2 separate regions of the Mus musculus genome follow, and region 2 is linked to region 1. The links are chromatin contacts, called in public HiChIP or PLAC-seq maps. All regions are on one chromosome and are shown on one strand. Each heading gives the region's core, a stretch centred on a gene start, on an enhancer-like site or on the middle of the called end of the contact. The rest is flanking DNA. Distances are from core to core; before and after follow the strand shown. Region 1 has its middle 29 kb from the start of Gm23649. Region 2 overlaps Gm41616 (a long non-coding RNA gene).

What was found. HiChIP or PLAC-seq counts read pairs in DNA pulled down with a chosen protein or histone mark.
Region 2: a contact with region 1 is called in an H3K27ac HiChIP or PLAC-seq map of embryonic fibroblasts, with 19 read pairs. The contact joins two enhancer-like sites. A contact is called at or near these places in 1 of 15 datasets of contacts at CTCF or cohesin (the NIH/3T3 cell line), 5 of 484 Hi-C or Micro-C datasets (the HL-1 cell line, double positive thymocytes, embryonic fibroblasts and 2 more) and 4 of 115 datasets of contacts at active chromatin or transcription factors (the NIH/3T3 cell line, double positive thymocytes, embryonic fibroblasts and 1 more).

What each region holds. Positions count from the first base shown.
Region 1 is chr17:72,955,353-72,961,951 of GRCm38.p6, reverse strand. No RefSeq gene overlaps it. Among named protein-coding and RNA genes, the nearest start is that of Gm23649, 29 kb to the left of the region's middle. Within about 2 kb of position 2,866, at least 42 of the 459 cell types and tissues checked have an H3K27ac peak or open chromatin away from gene starts, as enhancers often do. A contact at or near this core is called in the HL-1 cell line, the NIH/3T3 cell line, embryonic fibroblasts and 1 more, where this site is marked.
Region 2 is chr17:73,066,230-73,072,828 of GRCm38.p6, reverse strand. It overlaps Gm41616 (a long non-coding RNA gene), which reads left to right. Exons shown (of 4, transcript XR_876944.3): 3 at 415-476; 4 at 650-1,052. Among named protein-coding and RNA genes, the nearest start is that of Gm41616, 15 kb to the left of the region's middle. Within about 2 kb of position 4,093, at least 84 of the 459 cell types and tissues checked have an H3K27ac peak or open chromatin away from gene starts, as enhancers often do. A contact at or near this core is called in the HL-1 cell line, the NIH/3T3 cell line, embryonic fibroblasts and 1 more, where this site is marked.

The sequences.
Region 1 (6,599 bases), core at 1,617-4,116:
GACCTGTGCCCAGCGAATAGGTGACACCACGAAAAACTCTTCCCTTTGACAATGAACATAAGAGCTATATGTGCATCTGTCCTGGAAAGCAAAGAGCTCTGAGCAACATTTTCAAAACTTTCAGACATCTTAGGCTGTATCCCCCCTACCCGCCCCCGAACTGACTACCAGCTCCATTAAAGAACCTTCAAGACCTCTGCACTTGACAGATCAGAAATCTGTAGGCAAGTGACTAATGGTGGGACTCAAGGGGACCAGAGGGACTTCTCCAGACAGAACAGGAATGTAGAGGATGAGGTGTCACAGCAGAGGGACAGAGGATTCTAGCCTACTCTTTCTTTCAAAAAAGATCAGGTCCCCCAAGCCCAATAGACTAGTGGTACCCCAAAGTTGCCTGAGCAGCCCTGTTCTTTCCAAACCAGTACCTGAGCCACCACCCAGACCCTCTGCCGTGCCTCAAGACTTTATGCCTTGAGCTTGTGTTTTTTCCTCTACCCTCTGTCCAGCTGGGAGTGGAATCATAACATCACAGCTTCCCTTAGTCACAGAACAAAATCCATACTCTTCAGCCTTAGCATAATTGGCATGTTTGTGTTCCACGTGGCACATGCTGCCAATCTGCCACCGCTTTACTAAGGTTTCATCATGGAAAGCAAGAGCAGAGGATGTAAGGAGTGAGGTAGGAAGCCAGGAGAGTCAACATTGGTATGTAAGACCAACTAGGTGCAGCCTACATCAAATGTTCTGATAGCTTGATCCTCTAGAGCCATCTTCCAAGATGCTATATGGGCCTTTTGACTCTCAGATCAATTCAAACCTCAGAGGCTGCAGGGCAGCCTGAAAGAGGAAGTGGGTTTGTGGGTGGGTCTGGACCAGCGGTTCTCAACCTTCCTAATGCTGTGTGACCCTTCAGTGCAGTTCCTCATGTGGTGGTGACCCCAACTATAAAATTATTTTTGTTGCTACTTCATACTCGTAATGTAAATAGCTGTGCCATCCAATGCTCTAAGGAGACTCCTGTGAAAGGGTCATTCATCAAGGAGTTGTTGAACACAGATGGAGAATGGCTGGTCTGGAGTGACAGACAGTCTGTGCCCATTGCGATTAGAGAGGCTTTGGTTTATAAGTGTCTGGGACACAGCCAGGAGCCAATGGTCCCTAAACCATGGGGCTGAAAGGAGGACCTAGAAGGCACCACACCTACAAGCCCGCTCTCCATCCTTTCCTGACAGTGGGCATCTTAATGCCCATGGTATCACCTGGGCCACACCTCCCTAAACTAGAAAATAGCTTTGTGCATCCATTGTACTCCTGGCCCTTCTCCTAATAGAAACTTTTCAGTGCACTTCCCTGCAGCCCCCTATACCTCTCTTGCTACGCAGGTGGTAGGGTTGATCATGGGATGAGAAAGTGAGTCTGATGGCAGAGTGAGGCTGTGCCCAGGGAGCCCTCCACCCACACACACCCCTGAAGGCTTCCCCTGGCCCATCCCCACCTGCCCACCCTGCTGCTCTCCACTTGGTCAGTAGAGGTGAACCAACACAGTGGGCCTTCTGCCCACTTGCATCACCTGGGCCCCTCTGGTGTGTTGCGGTAGTGCCGGGGCTGTGGACTCTTTCTCAGCTGAGCGCTTTAGGGCTGGGAGGCTTTGTGGTCAACCTGAAGGATGTGAAAAATGCTAGGAGCTCCTCTTTGAGGTACTCTGCAGTAAGCATCCCTTTCTATGTCTCATCCACAATCCAGATCTTCTCACAGGATCTCGTTAGCACTTTCTACCTGTGACTCCAGGTCTGGAAGGGGAGCCTTTGGCTTGAGCAAGGACTTCCAGTGGGGGCTTCAAGGTAGTCAGACTGCTCCAGACTAAAGATACAACGGTGGTACCAGGGAATCAGCATGAATGTACTTCCTTCCTTTGGGAGCAGAGGATCCCACAGCCTTCTCCACATAAATCGTTTTCCAGGGCCTGCCTCGAACTGCTCCAGAGCTGACTAGAAAGTTCCAGAGGTAAAAATACAAATGCTGTAGCCAGAGGGAACTTGGAGGTCGAAAAGCTCTTTCACAGGAGTGTCAGATATCCTGCATGTTGTATGTTTACATTATGATTCATAACAAAAGCAAACTTGTAGTTATGAAGTAGCAGCAAAATAATTTTTATGGTTGGGAGTCACCACACATGTGTTAAAGGGTCACACAGCATTAGGAAGGTTGAGGACCACTGCTCTAGAGTGATCTCTCTGTGTGTGTTCCTTACTGCAGAGGCACAATTAAGTAATTCAATCCCCATGAGCTGGTTCATGTGTTCATTCATCCAGCAAGCAAGTTACTAACTCTAGGAGATTGTTGATCACGAAGTGCAGCAGCAGCATGGGGTCCGTAAGCAAGCCACTAGAAAGCCAGAAGGGAACCAGCTATCTGCTTTCCAACAAGGAAAACTGGCACTGCCTAAGGGAGTTATGGAGTGGGACTTTTAAAACTGGGTTGTGAAGAATCAGTAAGACTTGGGGAGCAGGGGAGGATGGTGGTGAACCAGTAAAGAGATAATAGGCAGAGTTGGTAGGTTCCAGGTAAGGAAGGGGAGGTGTGCCAAGTTTTGGGGTATGAGGACAACCCCATGAGAGATGATTTCTCTCCCTCTCTATTAGAAAAGCAGCAGCTAGATGAACAAAAGCCTATGACTTTTCGAGACTGTACATTCTCAATACAGCATTCGGTGAAGGAGAAGGGACTGTGGGCATGAGTGGAGGAGAGGGGAACACTGAGACAGATCAGGAAAAGCCTGTCTGAGCTTACTCCCAAGACTGAGGGACACTACAACGGCAAGGCATTCAGGAGACAGGAAGGCACATGTGAGGTTTCTGAGGCAGGAACGCCGCTTCCAGCTCATCAGGGAGGAATTTGAGGTAGATAGAACCCTGGGTTGGCAGGAGATGGGCAGAGTAAGGCAGGGAGATTGGAAGCTGAGGCAGCTTTGTGGTAGCAACCAGTGAGTGAGGTGTGTTTTAGGAAAAGTATCTCATCTAGCTGTTAAGGAGACAAAGGGACAGAGTTAGACTAGTTAGATCAAGGGTCCCAGCCATAGGTGCAGGTTGGAGTTGCCTGCAGAGATTAGTAAGGCTGTCTGGAGCCCACTCCCAGAAGTCCTGTTTCCCTTAGTTTGAGGCACAGCTTAAGGAGTGGGAATTATTTAAAGATCCACAGGAGACATACGTGCACAACACAAACCACAAACCTTGAGTTAGTAAGAAGGGCATTGCTAAGAAGGAGGGGGAGATAAAGGAGGGGAGGGGAGGGAGGGAGGGGTGAGGAAGAAAACAAAGAGGAGGAAATAGAAGGGGGAAAAGAGGACAAAGAGAATATGTCTGTACCCTGGACAATGTCTTGACCTAGAGTAATGTACTAGAGAAGAGGAAAGGATGGAGGTTTGAGGGGGTAGAATGGAACCAAGAAGAGTTCTGCCACACACACACACACACACACACACACACACACACACACACACACACACTAACCTACACACACACACTCACACTCATACATACACACACACACACACATACACACACACTCACTTGCACATACATTCACACACACATATACATACAAGCTTACACACTCAGACACATGCTCACACATTCACACTCATACACACTCACACACATTCATGCACACATACACACATACTCATACACACTCACACACACTCATATACACACATACACACTCACACATGCTCACACACTCACACTCATACACACACTTGCATATACTCATACACATACAATACACACTCACACACTCACACACACTCACTCACACACACTCAGTTTGGGAACAGACAAAATCCTGGAGAAATACCACTTGTGGGTTCCAACCACGAATTTAAGTTTGGACATGTTGAGTCTTTAGTACTTCTGACCCATGTGAGTGATTAGCTGACACCTGGATACACAGATCTAAAAGATCAGGGAGTCTGGGTTTGGGGCATCCAGGACACTGAAGCAGGAGGGTCTCCCAGAAGTGGCCAATCTCCCTCTACTTTATCTCTAGTTACTACATAGTTCGATAATTCCATTCTACTAGAGGCCAAGTCACCCACTGGCTCTTGATTGTGGATTCTTGTGCTGACTCCAGTGTCCTAGTTTGGGAATTAAAAGCAGGGACAGAATTAAAAGCAAGATTTAGCCAGATACTTGTACATTAACATTCATGCCTATCAGTATCTTGGAAGGAGTAAATAAAACCTTAAATATCCATACAATGGGATATTATTCAGCAATAAAAATGAATGAATTATGCTATGAGCTGGAACACGGCACAAAAGCACCAAAACACATTATCCTGCATTTGTCCATTGATAACAAGGACAGAAGATATGTGGCTTCACTTGTAGAGGCCCCTAGAATAGGCAAGTTCATAGAGACAGACAGTAGCTGTGATTCTGTTTCTAATAAGAATGTTCTAGAAACAGATAGGTGTGACGTTTGCACAATATTATCAATGTACTCGAAGCCACTGAATCATACACTTAAAACAGTTAAGCTGGTAGACTTTACGTGTGTTTTCCACAATAAAAAAGTATCTGCATAACTATTTTATATGGGGTAAAAGGCAAACCAGTCATCATTGATAATTACTGTATTGCTATGGTGGACGAGTGTTCCAAAGTTCGCAGGCAGATTGGCAGGCATAAAGGTGCTGTGTAAACACAGCCTGTTCTGGCCCAGACCTGTTGCTCACCGCCTGCTCCAGCCAAAGACTTGATGACCAAGTTCAAGAACGAATGGTTGATGGCATCACAGAGCCGTGCCCATGTTCACCCTGAAAGCCTGTTGTTCCTTGCTCTCTGAAAGGATTCCCTTTGGGGACCAGGGATTATGGTCTTGGCTGAGAGATCTAAGATAGTTAGTTGTGCTGTTGATAGAAAAGATAGACTCACAAGAGGCCAAGTTCCCGCCAAGCCCCAATCATAGGCACTTGTTCTGAGCTTAGCCTGGTCCAGTTTTCTGGACTGGGAAAGAGAAGCTCTGGGGAAGGAATGTGGTACCTCTGACCTGGGACAAGAACCCACTGGCCTGAGTATGTGAACTGCTTCTTATTTTTCCAAGCACCCACCAGTTTTCAAAGATCAAATTTTAGAGACTCACAGAAAGTGTAAGGTGTGACAAAAGTGTCCAGGAACCAAAGGTCTTCTCAGACAGCAAGTGTGTCTAGTGTAATGTTCCAATTTCCCATCCCATGACCGAAATCTGTAATCAACCTGTTGGCATCCGTGGAGAAGATGTCTATAGGTTCCATTGGGTTCTCAAGTGGCTTCAAGTCCAAGCCCCAAATGCTTTAAAATTCCTTGTGCATTTACAATGTGACCTTAGCGATCAGCTTTTTAATATCTGCCCAGTGTTCAGGTGCCTGGGGCCTTGTGGATTGCCTCAGATGATATAGTAGAATGCATAAATCTGGTGGCTTAACAGGTACATCGCTACCCTGGGAGGGAGGGTACCCTGTATTGTCAGCATCTTCCCATATTATTCTTAGTGAAACAGAGAGAGAGAGAGAGTGTGTGTGTGTGTGTGTGTGTGTGTGTGTGTGTGTGCGTGCGTGTGCGCGCGCGCGGGCGCGCGTGTAATATGCATGTGGAGGCTGGAGATAAATATCTGGTACTTTTATTTGTTTTGAGTCAGAGTCTCTCACTGAACCTGGAGCTCACTAGTGTGGCAAGGAAAGCCAGCCAGCAAACTCCAGGGATCCTCCTGGTTCAACCTTCTCAGACCTGGGTACTCAGCCTTTTGTGTATGGGCTCTGCAGCTATGGGATAAAAGTCTTCATGTTTATGTAACAAGGACTCTATCACCCAAGCCATCTCCCTAGCCCAATCGACTCTTTTTCCAACAGGCATACAACAGTGATGGTGCCATTTCATGTGACAGCAGTGTCTCCTTGTTGACTTCTATGTCCTCTCATTGTGCAGGGCTTTCATGTATGTGTGAATGACATGCCCACGTCTCCAGTTTATCTCTGAATATAATGTCACTGGCTATCAAAGGATGGTTCTCCAGTCCCCTCAGGTCCCTCTGATAGTTCTGCATGGGTCGTTTTAAGATGCAAAGTGAGTCTTGTGTGGTCTGCATGGGGTGGCCTGCCAGGCTGGCCAGGCTGGCCAGGCTGGCCAAGCTGGCAAGCAGCAGACACTCAGCCCTGCCCTTCCCCCTGCAGGGCAAGGATACAGGAAGGAGAGGGCCACAGTGAATGTAATTTAAAGACTCCACAGGGTGACTCAGACATTCCACCAGCACTTTTCTTTTCCCTTTGTGTTGATGTGTGCAATGTAATTGTAGTCATTTTTTCCAGCATTGATAAACAATGATTATCCATGGCAGATTATGAACTGGGGCCGGCAAGAGCAGTGCATGTGCCAGAAATTCTCTCTCCCACCAGCAACACCTAAGACAACTGCCCAAGCCTGGGGGTTTCTGGTTTCTTGATCCTAGGGGTTTCAGCAAGGGTTTAGAGTGTGGGTGTTGAGAGGGCTCTGTTGAAAAGAGTGGGAAAGAAGGCAGTTGAGGGTTGAGAATTCTGGCCTGACCCTGGCCCTATCCCACACT
Region 2 (6,599 bases), core at 2,844-5,343, 110 kb before region 1:
AGTAACAATGGGTGGAGGATAGAAAACACACAACATAGTAAATATGTCCCCTTATACTCCGGACCAAGGGAGACATGATTTAACACTGACCCGTCCTTGAACCGGCTGATAATTTGTTTTTAAAATCCAAGCAAGCACGACTCCCATTCCACTGCCTATCGCTCGGTGTCTGAGGGATAATGGCCTGACAGTGCCGACAAGGACCAGATGTGCGGTAGATGGGTCGGGTCAGTCAGTGCTGGGAAGGAGAGAGGAGGGAGGGAATGAGCTGGGATGTCATTACTTGGAAAGGTCACAGGGTCACTGACAGTGGCAAGAAACAGATTTTTCCAGCTGCTTTCAGGCTGAGATTTGCTCTGCATAATCTGCATGCTTTTATCTGTTTCTCAAAATAGACAGGAATTTTTTCCACAGGCTGCTCCAATCTGGCTGTGGAGACGTGAGGGAGGATGGAGGAGACAGTTGCATGGAGTCCGGTATGTTCGTTTGGAGCCCCCATCCTCCACTAGTCCCTCCCTTGCACCAGCCCTATGGGATGGCAGTATCTTAATGTCCCCCGAAGAGGAGTCTCAGAATTGTGATAGATACTTTCCACTCTGAATTTTGCTTAGCATCAGAGTAAGCCATTCTTTCTCCTTTTTGCCTTAAGCATACAGAATAGAAGACCTTGATGGGGTCAGAAGCACAGCTCCTTGACCCTCTAGAACAACAGCATCACTTAGGAGACAAAGGAAGCGGGGAAGACAGCGGCTCCATCAGACCATATGGGTGTTACCAGTTCCACAAATCATTCTCCACCTTTGTCCTAGCCTACAAAGAAGCATCACAAATTATCTACAGAGATCTTCTGGAAGGTTCACTCTGGATTAAATCAGGCTCATCTCTCAGCAGCTGGTCCCTCTCGCCTGAGATCAAAAGGATCTTGAACCTTCCAAGTGAACTGCTGTCAAGCGAACAGCAGGAGGACCTCAAATATTATTTACATAGAGTTTTCTTTCTCCAATTATGTATTGGTTTCTTCTTGTTACAAGCCTATTTTATAAACATGGAAACCAAGACACAAAAAAGAAAACAGTGTCGGGATTATGTAGGCAGCCATTAGGCCATTAGGCCAGAAATGAATATATCTTGATACCACCTATATTTATTCCAGCATTTCCTTTCAATTGCCTACAGAGAGAGAGAGAGAGAGAGAGAGAGAGAGAGAGAGAGAGAGAGAGAGAGAGAGAGAGAGAGAGAGAGAGATGGAGGGAGGGAGGGAGAGAGAGCTTAGTTGTTTTGAGCATGCAGGAGAACATGCCAGCCTTGATTTTCAACTTGGAATTTCTCAGGCCTACAGGAAACTGATCTGAGCCTTTGAGGCTTTGCTGAGCTCCTTTGCAAGTGTCCTCTAAAGTAGACTTCGTTGTAAATGGAAGGAGACCATTTGCAAATGAAAGCAAGAGGAGCACACCAGATTGCTAAAGCTGGCAGTGCCTAGTGGCTCTGAGATGCCTTCCTTATATCAGATAGCTGGGAGGAGGGTAACAAAAGCAGAAATATGAGCTTCCAATCATCCCCTCTGGCCAACGTCCTTGGAGAACTCTTGTTGATGGCTGTGCCTAGAACCTGCAGTGTGGGAGTCAGTTTCCTAATGACAGCTTTTCAACACCAGGCAGAGTTAGGGATCAAGGGGGAAGTCTTGTTTCTCAGCTCTCACACCTGGTGCTACGGTGGCGTGGCATCACAAAGACAGCTGTAGTGCGTGGGGAAAGGACAGTGCTCCGAGTCTCATCAGTTTTAGACCTGGTCATCAAAGAGGAAAGACAAGGGGGAGAAACTTCCCAAAATCGGAGGGAGATGGACCAAGAGTCAGGAAGGAGGGAGACTAGAGTGAGGAGACAAGAACCAGAACAATGGTAACATGGAGGTAGCCAACCGCCTTCATATAGCAAGGCAGGGAAAGCCAGAGAGAAAGGAAGCAAAGTCATTTTAGCAGAGAGTGAGCCTGCCATTGGCTCCAGCACTTGCTGTAGCCCCATGCCTCCAGGGGTACATAGACAAACCATGTGACCTACCCTTCCAGGGCCTTCTAGCTCAAAGCAACTCAGAGGAAAGAGGAGCAGGGAGCTGGCTGGTTTTTGATGCATGGAACGAAGCAGGCTGGTATCTGAGTCACCTCCTCTTCTGGAAGCACCAGTGCACATAGAAACTGACTGATGCCACTGATGTCATCTGGTGGTGACTTGGACAAGAGGAAATGGTGGCACACGGGGCCAGGCACTTGTCCACACTGTTCTTCAATTCCCCCAGTACAGCTCAAAGGATGTAGAACTGTAGCTCTTTCATGATAATAAATAAAGTCATAAAAGGAAAAAAAAATAAAAGGAGTACATGCAGGGGACAGACTTTAAAAAGGATGCTTGATGTAAGGAAAACAGACTTTCATTACTCTTGTTAGTCCATTGGGAGGACACTGTGTGGCAAAAGGCACACAGGAAGACAGAAGCTTAAGCCTATCTTTGCCACATAGTGTGCTTGGTATCTTGCAATAGGAAAATGATACCTACCATGCAGAGTTCTTATGAAGACTTGTTACTCAGTGCTCAGCTTTTGAGAGATGGATATCTGTTGGCTATTAACAAACTTTTTGCTGACTCCCACACTCAGCCCAAGAGCCGGCTTTCCTAGGTGGCATTCTTGTTGGATGTTTCACCCCACTCCTTATACTTGTTTTATGCTGCTTTGCAGTGGAATGTCAAGAGCCTGTTGTCCCAGCCATTCCTTTTCTGGTGTATACAGGTAGGTGGCTCATTTATCACCAACTAGGCACAGAGCTGGGGTAGAAGCACTTGGCTTCTTGGGTGCTGTTACTTCCTCTACAGCTTGTCTGCCTTTTTGTACAGGTGAACTTGATGGTTCTTAAGATAGCTGAGTGCATTGCCTGGTCTCCATGCTGACTCAGAGTCCTTATCTGTGATATCTATAGAAGAAAAGATAGGGTCAAAACTGAATGAACAAGAAGTCCACTGTAAAAGTAGTTCTCTCTCTCTCTCTCAAGATTTATTTCATGTATGTGGGTATATTGTCACTGTCTTCAAACACAACAGATGAGGATCCCATTACAGATGGTTGTGAGCTAACATGTGATTACTGGGAATTGAACTCAGGACCTGTGGAAGAGCAGTCAGTGCTCCTAACTGCTGAGCCATCTCTCCAGCCCATAAAATTAATTCTTGGTGGGTAGGTTCTATGCCTCCTTTGTTCTCAAACAACTGTTGGGTGTTTCTACACCCTCTCTAGCTCACGTTTGCTCTTCCCAAAAGACACAGAGACCTGGTATTTTTTTAAGCTGCAAGCCTAAGCTGGGCAGATTCTGAGCCACTTTGACCTCCAAGGCTGCTGCTTTCCCAGCCATGCGGTCCTTTATCTTCGATCTGAGTCTTGCCCTAGTTCATTCTGGTCCATGTGTATCCCATGGAAACTCCCTTGGTGACCTGTTCATGGCAACTCCTCATGGTCTCTCCACATCTTCCATTCCTTGTGGTCTTTCTCTACCTGTCTGTCTCCTTTAGGACACCCTAACTGGAACAGGAAGTCCTGCCCTATTGTCTTCTGCTATTCTGTTATTCCCTACTCTGATCCAGCTCTTTATTAACCAATCAGGAGGTATGAACAAGAATGTTTACTAAACACTGAAACAGGTGATGCTTCATAAAAATTACAATACCAAAGTCTGTCCTGGACTAACTCTCTGCCAGTAGAGAAATCAGCATTTGAATCATACAAAGACAGCCTTTACACAGTGCACAAAACCATCCTCTGACACCCCACCTTTTGTTTATTTCTTATCTGGGGGGGGGGGTTCAAATACCCTCCGTCTCTTAGGTGCTATCAGGGCAGCAGCAGAGACTTTCTTTTGTAACTGAGGATCCCTCTCTGCTTCCCTGGGAGGAGGTAGAAGTCATGACACCGTGCTGTGGAATGCTCTATCCACTTGCTTTGGATTTTAGGAATCCATCCAATGACCATGCAGGAAGTCATCTCAACCTTCCTTGCCCGTAAGGAGCTTTAAAATTGGCCAGAGCCTCGGAGGCAGTTGAGCTATTAATGGAAAGTGAATCAACTCTGAGGCCCTTAAAAGTTAATGCTACTTGTGTAGTATAAACCACACTCCCATAGACCTTGAACGTCTAGGAAGCCTTGTGGCTTCCTAGAAGAAACAGCCTCCTCAGAAGCTGTGCTGCTTTTGTGTTTGTGTCAGGCTGAGTAGGTATGCCTCTTCAACTAGGATGCGTTAGCATCGGCCCAGGCAGGACTGAAGGATATTTCCAATGAGACTTGGAAAGAATGGGACCACACCCTTAGTCCAACCTCCTGTCCGAGCCAAGTTCAATCTCAGGATTTCCGTTTCCTATAGCTCCTAGGAAAGAGGGGCTAGACCCTTGCAAAAGGGGACTCTTCTAATTCCAGGCGAGGCTTACCTTTCAGAGAATGGGCCTGTTGGCACACACTAGTAGTTGGGGCTCATCCGACCGTACTGGCCCCAGCCCCTGAGGGTGATTGGGCAGCTGGCTATCCATACCACTCAGCCTCCCGACTCAGGACCGCTTTGGAAACCTGGCCTCTCTCACTTACAGCTTCACTCACAGCTGCTGCTTGAAAGTCTTCCCTACTACTAACGTCAAAGACTTTAGAGCAGCACTCTCCACCTTCCTAATGCTGCGATCCTTTAATACAGCTCCTGATGCAGTGGTGACCCCCCCCCCCCCCACTGCCCAGCCATAAATTTATTTCTGTTGCCACCTTATCACTATAATTTTTCTACTGTTATGAATTGTAATGTAAATATCCGATATACAGGACATCTGATGTGTGACCCTGTGAAAGGGTCGTTCAGCCCCCCAAAGGGTTGCAACTCTTAGGTTGGGAGCCACTTCTTTAAATAATTACCTAAATGCGCTATCTCTTTCTCCATGGTCACAGAAGGAATTATGTCCAGGGATTGCAGTCTATAGGGGGAGGCTTGCCTTCCCCGTTCTCTACATGCATACACAAAGGCAAGCTTGCATGCATACATGCTTTCTACCCCCGACCAACTCTATCATCAGCTGAGCCCTGTTTCCTTCCACGGCAGGGTCCTTGGAGCCCAGCGCTGAGCTGGTGTTGGCTCTAAAAATAACCGTGTCCGCGGTGATGAATGGGAAGGCATTTGCTCTCCTTTCCCTGCCTCAGCGCTGGGCCTGACTCATGTTGGGAAATGACATTCTGTTAACACAAGCACTTTTGTTTCCTCCTGTGCTCATTGAACATCCGGTGAGGGCCCTGGCCAGGCCTGGCTTTCAATTTTCAAAGCCTCTTTGGGCGGTGGGGTGGGGTGGGGCGTCTATTCCATATCTCTATCTTGTGGCATTAAGGATACTTTTAGACTGAGAAGCATCTTGAACATCCCTGGAGGATGCCAAGGATGTGATGGATCTGGGTCCCAGCAACACGTAAACCAGGCATGGTGGCCTACACCTGTGATCTTCGAAGTCGAGGGAGAAGTACCAGACGCTTTTAAACTTAAATACACCCTCAGATGACCCGAGAGTTTGAGGCCAGCCTGGACTGCCTAAAGAACCGTGGGAGGCAATCCCGCCTGAGAAGAAGATGTTGGCTTTAGGGAAGTTCCAGCTTCAGCTCTTGTTTTGAACTCAGGTGCCTTCACAAAGCTAATAAGGAAGCAGGGGTGTGTGCTAGCCCTTATGCAAAGTCATTCACTTTGTCCTGTTCTTCCACTCCGAAAGAGTCTCTGTTCTCGAATCTTGGATTTTTCCATACACAAAACGAAAACTGTTGGGCTGAAACCTTTAGAAGTTTACTGTAGCCTTGGCAGCCTACGCTTTCTCTTCCCTCGGGTGACTCCAGATCCTCCCACACCAGAGCTTCTTTTGTTTGAGGAAAGACTGGGATTTGGGGACAGATTCAATGGCAAGCTGCTTCTTGAGGAGGGTGCTGTAATGGGATCTCATGGCTGCTTAGTGATTCTATGCGAGCACAAGGCCATTTTAGGGTGTAATGTCAAAGTTTACCAGACACTATCTTGGACCAACTCTCCTTTTTCCATGAGACCAAAATCGTTATCCTCAAAAGCATTACTAATTATGCGCATCCACCAGATGCTAGATGGCCTTGGCTAGAAAGCAGAGGACCCACGCTGGGGGTCACCCACCTCACTGGGGTTTTTCCTTAGCTCAGCTTCTATTGGAGGACCTGGCTAGAAGCCAGGCTATGCCCTGGAATAAATGACCTGTCAAGTCATCAGCTATAGCCCTGGGAGGTGCTCCTAGTTCTACTTAGCCTTTCATTTATCTTTATAGCAGTGAAACCAACTTGTCTAGAAGCCTACCTCACTGGGGAGAAGGTTAACTTACAAGGTCCAAGTTTAAAAAGAAATGAAAAAGATCTCTGTGCCCTCTAATTTTAGAAGACTTGCTCTCTGGCAGCCATCAGAATAGGGCTGTTCAGATGTCATCTAGAGACAGGGAAGGGAAGGAGAGAGGCAGAGGCTGGGTTGCCTGCAGAAGTGACTTTGGTTGCTTTTTCACATATAGATCAAAACCTTGCTGAGCAGTTAA